Regions from separate parts of the Anas platyrhynchos genome. Here region 2 is linked to region 1. Evidence: chromatin contacts called from public Hi-C data. All regions are on one chromosome and are shown on one strand. Each heading gives the region's core, a stretch centred on a gene start, on an enhancer-like site or on the middle of the called end of the contact. The rest is flanking DNA. Distances are from core to core; before and after follow the strand shown. Region 1 holds the start of WARS1 (tryptophanyl-tRNA synthetase 1). Region 2 overlaps YY1 (YY1 transcription factor).

Region 1 (4,036 bases), core at 513-3,012:
GCTGTCTAAGAAACCTGGTGAATCTGTTATCAGCCTGCCATGAGTAAAAACCTTATTTAAAAAAAAAAAAATATTCACGCTCAGCAGCTTCCTGTACTAAATGATGATGCTTTTAGCAGTACATAGGCTCTAAGCCATTTTTTGAGTAATAATTCAAGCATCTGAATGTTTAGATATTTAGAACTGTAGATAAACAAGCAGTAACTTAATATGGTAAGAGAGAATTTTAAAACCATTATGATTCTGATTTTGCCGTATTTACATACAAGAAAATAAGCGTTAAAAGACAATAAGAAAGGAACCTATCTGAAAAATAACACTGCAAGTCAAACTGCAGCTATCTCAAAGCAATGAACATGCTATGTTGTTTTAACAACAAGGTACACAGAGATGCATAAAAGAATTTAATAAGACCTGAGGCTGATAAAATGAGATAGCAGTACAAACCCTAATGAGAAAAGCCAACTGAGAGGAAAAAAATTCTATGGAAAATATCACTGCAATTTGGCCAGCGTGGCAAAGTGCTGCATCACAGTCTGAAGTGGTTTCATTATGCAACCACCCAAGCTATTGCATGAGGTTTTTCTTGAGAGGAAAATGACATCATCTTAGCTCACACTGATTCTTAATTTCCCTGCACTATAATCAGAGGTGACAGCGACAAATTAAAAGTGCAAACAGCTGTATGTTGGAAATAGCATCCACCCTGGGCACTCTCTATCATGCCATGCCCATGAGGAAAGAGCTCTGTGCCCACGCAGAACCCCGATGACTTTCAAAGGATTTTGTACATCCAAAGGGAGCTAGCTGAACGTTCAGAGACTAAAACACGTGTTAGAAATCTCTTCCTTACTAGAGGAGGAATATGCCTCTCAAATATACGTAGAGGTACCCATTAACGATTTTATAAGAAATGGAGTTGTAAGCTCAGTGCCTTGTCATCTCCCACTTTCAGAAGGAACTCTGGAGAGCCCCTCCAGCACATATTGGTCCCTTGCTGAGCATGAAACACGAATGGATGGAGTTTAGAGGGCCCATATTCAGGCACAACGAATCACAGAAGCAGATGGCTCCCCTTTCCCAGCATTAATACCTATATAGATATATAAAGAAGCAGGTGACAGCTGCATTAGCGGCTGAGCGCGACTTCACCACGTCCCTCCCACAGCACAGCCAGCCCTGAATGCACTCACACCGCCTTTACTGAAATCGCCGCCGTCAGAAGCCTCCGCGGGCAACTTCCCCGGGCCTGGCTGGGGGCTACGCCGCGCTGAGGCCGGGGCGCCGCGTGCCGCGCAGCTGCGCCATTCCCAGAGCCCGCTCCGGGAAGCCTCGGGAGGAAGGAAGGCACCCGCCGGCTGCTGGGCGCTACCGGGCGCTCAGGAGAGGCCGTGGGGCAGCGGCTGCTCCCCCCCTGCCCGCCCGCAGCTCCCCGCTCCCGGCCGCTCCGCTCCGAGCCGCTCCCGGCCCGCTCCTGTCAGACGCGATCGTGTCACAGCCGCTCCCGCCCGGCTCCCCCTTCCGCGCCCCGTTCCGGCTGGGAAACACGCTCCGCCCGGAACCATCGTTTCCCCCCCTCCTTGCCCCCACCCGCGCCCAGCAGCCCCTCCTGCCCCTAGAGACCCCCGCAGAAGGACTCGCCATCGCGCAGCGAGCCGCGGCCTCAGCCCTGCCCGCCGCTCCGCGCTGTGCCTGCGGGGAAAAAGCCACAGGCCGGCCGCTTAGAGAGAGGGGAGCGGTTTCTGCCCGGCGCGCTTATAAACGGGGAGCAGCCGCGGGACGCCGGCTTCCGGGGGCCGCCCCTCAGGTACCGGGGGCCGCGGCGGGGCCTGGGGGGGGGCTCCTGTGAGGAGGGCGCTTTGCTCGTCCCAAAATACCGAGGCCTGCGGGGGCTGCGTGTGGTGCCGGGGTGGGTTTATGTCGTCCGATGCGGTTTAGCGGCTTCTTTGCAGTGTCCCGCAGCAAGGTGTTGGTTTGGCATCCCGATACCTGCAGGGAGGGGCCCCCTGCTTACCCCAGAGCCTCGCGCTGCCTCTTGTCTGTGTGCCTGAAAATGCAATAAAGCAGTTTTTGCAAGTCTAACCCACACGTATATCTTCATTCATAGCTTTCTGCCGGAGGTCAGCTTCTTACTGTGAGTTATTCACTTACATGGTGAATCTTGGTCGCAGTCTGTTTCCAGCCTTATGCTACAAATAGTAACTGCGTGCTGTAGTCACTGAGGTGCAGGCCTTCGGTGTTAGTACTTGGTTGGTGAGAACTGTCAAATAAAGTTGACTTGGAGGAAAAAGGGTGCTTATTACTACTTCTGTTTTTAAATGAGTTGTTCTGGAACACTTCTTAGTTATTTTTCCCTTTGAAATTGCTTAAGTGAGATGCTGTTTTAACAAATGAAGCTGTATTACTCAAAAAAAAAAATCTCTTACAGTTGTAAGTTGCTGAAGCTTGCAACTATCATAAACCACAGATAAAGACAAAATGCCCTCTAGAGGGAGATCTTGGTGCTTTTATGTGCTAAAACGTCAGTAGCCGGGTTCCAGTTAAGCATCCTGATCACTTGGAAAGGGCCTGATGTTGATCAGTGTGTTTGTCTGAATGGGGTTTGTGCTTACCAGCTTTGTTACAGAACACAGACCACAGCCTGTGATGTAGCTGTGCTGTAGGTTAAATAAAACCTGCTCATTTTAACTCAAATAGATCTCATTGTGAAGTTAAATGAGTAATCATTACAAGTGCCAGCATACTGCTCCAGCAGTAGTGTTTGTAGGACTTTCATTTGTGGCATCAACTCTGCAAATGCTTATGGACACACTGCCTTTTGGACAGCAGTCTCAATCCAGTTGCTTTTGAGGGTAGATTCTCCAACCTAAATTTCAGAAACTGTTCTGGAAGTGTTGTAGGTTAAATCATTGTAGCATGATGAGTGCTCACAGCTGAGCAAGAAAACAAAGCAGAAATAGTAATTTAATTTGCCATCTAATAAATCTTAGTAATTGAAGGGTAGCGGTGCTTTTTGATTGCAAACAGCAGAGGTTAAACATTATTTCAGACACCATCTATGATGTGAATGTAGCTAAACCTATTGTCCACATGTGCCACATAGATTTTGGAAAAAAAGATTTTTGGGATTGTTACAGTGGTAAATTATTCCAGGTTCCATATGCAATCTCAGCGTGTGATTTCTTTTTCATAAAAGTTCTGAGAAAATTAGCTCCACAGTAAACTTTATTTTCTATAAGTAAATGTGAGCGGTGAATTCAGTGTAGCTTCTGGCCTATGCCTGTTACATTAAAGGAGATAGTGGGAAAAATTCTTTATCCTGTAAGACTACCAAGTGGATCAAAAATACATTTACTGTTTTTAGTAGCCAATTGAACCCCTTCGTACTTAGCAGTATGGAAGAGTTGAAAGAAACTGTTACTGTTACTCCAAAGTACCTGTAGTATTTGTATTATTATAAATGAACATCCTAAACCACTGGCCCTCTTGTTTATGTGCGAGGAGGAGGGAGTTCTACTGCAAGTAAGGTGGAAGTGATTTGCAGTACTTACTCTGGAAGTTTGTTTTCCTTTCCACACTCATTTTCTCCTTGTCTTGCGGTATGCAAATGCATCTCTGCAATGCATTAAAAATGTATGCAAAGTGCTTGGAGGCAAATGATGTTGCACCATTGAATGTACAGATGTGCTATAATAGAGGAATACATTCCAGGAATAAATGGGAATAAAATACTCACGGATTTTGTTAAGAAAAGCATAATTTGTATCTTTAAGTTACATGTATTGTGGAGTCCATAATAAATTGTGCTCTGAATGGTCAATTTTTCATTGTAGATTGTTGCTTTGGAGATTCCAGCACTGAGATTTCTGGTGTCTGCTATATCGAGCCATAATGAGTTCATCACTGGTTGCTTATGATGATTCAGACCCCGAGGCAGAAACTGAAAAGACTGAAGTCCCCAGTACTTCTAGCAGACAAACAAGCCTTCCGAGTTCTTCGGTGAAGCCTGTTCAATGCTTTGCACCTGGTAGTTTGA
Region 2 (4,036 bases), core at 1,071-3,570, 73 kb before region 1:
AGAATTGGGTTTGGAGGTATAGGGTTTAGGAGTACAGTTGTATTTGTATTCCTAAAAGGATGTGTTATTTAGTGTCAAGTTCTCTGAAAGTTCCAAGCATTGCTTGAAGGATTACAGTATTCAGACTTCAAAAATTCTCAGCTGTATTCTGAAAGCTTTGACCAGCATGTTAAGTTTTAAGAGATTTCAAATTCACAAGTTTCATGTGGTATTGCCTTGTATTTTGATGTGGAAAAAGTTTGTGCATAGTCCACATATAAGGAAGCATAAACAGGCTAGGAAAATCTAATACTAAGTTAATTTTGTGCAGTTGAAAACAAGCTATTTTGGGATGCTTTCCCATTTTCATTAAATTAGTTGGAAGAAACGTGCTATACATTTGTAAATCAGCTACTCAAAACCAGGCTAGATTCACTCTTTATACCCGTGCAGCTTATATTGATTAAGGGTAAATTGACTGAGACAGTTGCATTAATTTATGGGAACAGAGTTCTGAGGTTAACTTGAAATGGGCAAAGCTTGGGTAATTTAACTTGGGTAACTTAAAAGCTTTGTGGCCTCTTAATTAAAATGCATGTTGGAATTTAATTTTAGTAGTAACCGATTTCAGGCAGGGGTCTGGAGTTCTGAGTCTGTTTAGTGAGGGGTAAAGAGGGGTGGTCTCAATGATGCTTGAAGTCTTCTGTATTGCTGCAGCCTTACAAAAAGCATTTCAGAAGCTGCAGAAATTCAGCACGTGAAATGGGCACCACTGCTGCTCAGCAGCTAGGTGGCACCAGCGGAACGAGCGTTTATTCCATCGACATACCGCTGGATTCTGTTGCCTTTTTGGTGCGTCATTGAGTCATGTAACAGGAATCTGGGCCCTTTAACTGGAACCTCTGTAGTGATTCCTGGAAAGGGTTTTTCTACATCCTGAAACTATTGAAAACACCGCAAATAAACAAACTGCATCAGAACATTAAGATCTGCTTAGTAATTCATAGATGAATGACTATAAATTATACCTGTTGGGCAACTTCCTTCCACAAATTACTGCATTCTATTGTACAACTCATGCATTTTCTCTACTACGCTTTAAAAATTCAATAAAAGTAAAAATGGATTTGTGTATTTCTCTAAGGCAGTCAGATCAGAATGTAAAACATTAGTTGTCAATGATCTGCAACAAAAGAAATAAAACCTCATAAATTACCTCCTTTTTCTTTCGATACCTTTTGGCTGGGACACTGAAAGTCCATTAAGGTGAAATAAAATCACAGAATTGTCTAGGTTGGAAGAGACCTCCAAGATCACGGAGTCCAACTTCTAACCTAACACTAACCAGTCCTCCACTAAACCATATCCCTAAGCTCTACATCTAAATGTCTTCTAAAGACCTCCAGGGATGGTGACTCCACCACTTCCCTGGGCAGCCCATTCCAATACCTAACAACCCTTTTGGTAGAGAAGTTCTTCCTAACATCCAACCTAAACCTCCCCTGGTGCAACTTGAGCCCATTCCCCCTTATCCTGTCACCAGGCATGTGGGAGAACAGATCAACCCCCACCTCACTCCAGTTTCCTTTAAGGTACCTATAGAGAGCAATAAGGTCACCCCTGAGCCTTCTCCAGGTTGAAAACCTTTGATGAAGGCTGAAAACCTTGGATGAAAATGTTTCATCCAAGTCTAAACCGATTACGAGCTGCTCTGTAGTTAGATGTGAAGCAGTCATAACTGCTTGGAGAAGTAACAGATGTGTTTCTAGTTGGTGCATATGGTAGGCTTCTTTAAAATTCTCCCAAACAAATCCCCTTGAAAACTCCTGTCTGCTCTCTTGATAGATGACTGAACTGACTAGAGACAGCACAGTACAAATATAAGTAAAATACAAAGAAATAAAAAGAGAAGTTGGGAAATTGGCACAGTAATGGGTCCTAGTGGTAAAAATTATCTTCTCTGTGGCTTTATTTTCTGCTCCTCTTGGTACCTTTCCTGGAAGAGAGCCATTGGAGGAAGTGCCCCTCCTGTTAAGACGGCTTTCCAAAATGGATAGAAAACAAAGGCAAGGCTACTGTGTTAGAGTTTGAAACTGGACACCCTTCTTAAACATGACAAAGCATGCTGGCCACCTAGCTTTATGACTTAGGCCTCTTTATAAGGTATGTGCTTTTGTACTCGTCTTGTTCTTGTTCCAGAGACACTTAAAGGGCAGTAAACTGACAATTGCTTTACCCCAGGCATTACTCGGGGGAAAGGGAAATCTCTTGCTCTGTCCCACGCTGCTAAGGTCACTCTCTGTGTTTACATACATGATGTTCTGCAAACTGGAACAAAACCAGTAACTATTTTTGCTGGAACCTTGGAACAAAAGGGAACAGTTTAATTTTACAACAGTTCTGGGCCCAGCTGCGTCGGAGGCTAACTGTGGGCTCTTTGATTGTAGGTAGATTCCTAGGACACCTTGTGGCACTCCCTTTGTGTCTGTTTATCCAGAAGCCAGTCTAGCCAGTTTCGGGAGCTCTTTAGCACAAACGGACCACTTGTGGTACTTCTGCCTCAGCAGGGCACTATGAAGGGTGTGACAGTGAGGGAACAGACCAGAAGTGGAAGTGAACCTGTAGAGAATAACTTCCTCCTTTTCTAACCATTCATAGGGATGCGGTCATCGGTAGAGGTGAATTATCACTGTTGATCATCAGAGACCTCCAGGAAGTGCAAAAGAAGTTGCCAGAGCAATGCTGTTTAGGTTTCTATAGAGGGAGAAGAAAAAATATGACAACACAGGTTTAACGGGAAGAAAAAAAAAAAAAAGATAGCGAAAGGGAGGGTGGATTTCTATACTGTTAGTTGCTTTTGACTGCTTTAGCACTGTTTCTGTGGCTAACTTGTTAAAAATCTGATTCATCTCCAGCATAATTGTTTGTGGAGATTGACAGAGCTTTGATGCAGAGGTTCTACTGGAAGGAACAGCTCCTGCAGGGCAGTGAAAGGAGGTAGTTAGCTGTAACTGTCACTGCAATATTAGAAAGAAACTTTGTTTTGAGGAATGGTTAATACCTGTGATTTCACTCCAGCAATGTGATGCTTTAAATACAAGTTATCAGGCTTAGCCTTTAACTGCAATGTCCTGTACCTGGGTCTAAAAGGTTATACTTCCATTTTTTTTGATGGTCTGCAGTTGTTACTGCTAGACGTGGCCCACAGAAGCTTGCTGCAGAAATGGGAATTCTGGTCTTGCCATGGAAATGGGCTCTGTGCAAAGGCAGCTGTTTTGGAAGTTCCACCCAGGTGTTAACGTGTGCCTCCATAGTTGCTTTAAATAGCGGTATCTGCTAGAGTTCTGGTTTTGGTCAGTGTTTCAGGCTAAGAAAACTTGGGAGGGAGCTGGTAGGGATGTTCTATTGGGTGGGAACCAGATGTCTAACCACCAGCAAGAGCTACCTGCAACAGTGCAATTAAGATCAGCAGTCCAGGTTCTTCTAGTCTGGGCTCCTCTTGCAGAAAGCTAATTTTAAAGTAAAACCAAAAACTTCCTTTAATACTTTTGAACTTTTAAGTCTTTAAATTCTTCTTTGAGTGATTATCCACGTGGATGCCACTACTTTGTGAGCAGTATGACACCTTGGACAGAAAATGACCTGCTGTAGCTGTGCTTGTGGTGTCAGTACGCTCATGCCTTTGACCCAGGTGTACAAAGGGCCCAGCAGCTGCTTGTTGCCTGTGCACTGAGATGCAACCTGGGCAGTGTTTGCCTCTTACTCTTGATGTGTCTGCTTCTGTTTTTTTCAGTAGCACTTGGTTGCCTGCGCAACCCTGTGATATACACAGTATTGTTCACAGTTTTAGGCTTAAGTTGCCCACTTCCCATGTTTCCACAGGAGAAAAGAAATGGTTTAAATTGTATCTGTTTATTGGCAGAATGTTGGTGTCATTTTGTAGTCAATAGGGACTAAATGTTTATGTAGTCAAGTATGCTATTAGGCTGATGCTCCTTAGTTCAGAAAAGAAACAGAAAACTAGAAAGTCAGCTTGTTCCAGAATGGACGCTTCCAA

Evidence for each region. Hi-C and Micro-C count contacts between places; a contact is called where the count stands out from the background.
Region 2: a contact with region 1 is called in a Hi-C map of subcutaneous adipose tissue, with 2.4 times the contacts expected there. The contact joins the enhancer-like site here to the promoter of WARS1 in region 1. A contact is called at or near these places in 4 of 8 Hi-C or Micro-C datasets (F1 follicle, liver, skeletal muscle and 1 more).

What each region holds. Positions count from the first base shown.
Region 1 is chr5:12,534,827-12,538,862 of IASCAAS_PekinDuck_T2T, reverse strand. It overlaps WARS1 (tryptophanyl-tRNA synthetase 1), which reads right to left and starts at 1,762. Exons shown (of 11, transcript XM_027457764.3): 1 at 1,642-1,762. It overlaps WDR25 (WD repeat domain 25), which reads left to right and starts at 1,679. Exons shown (of 7, transcript XM_027457762.3): 1 at 1,679-1,807; 2 at 3,834-4,036. The coding sequence starts at 3,892.
Region 2 is chr5:12,608,490-12,612,525 of IASCAAS_PekinDuck_T2T, reverse strand. The region is part of intron 2 of YY1 (YY1 transcription factor); the gene reads left to right. Among named protein-coding and RNA genes, the nearest start is that of YY1, 14 kb to the left of the region's middle. Within about 2 kb of position 2,320, at least 5 of the 8 cell types and tissues checked have an H3K27ac peak or open chromatin away from gene starts, as enhancers often do. A contact at or near this core is called in F1 follicle and subcutaneous adipose tissue, where this site is marked.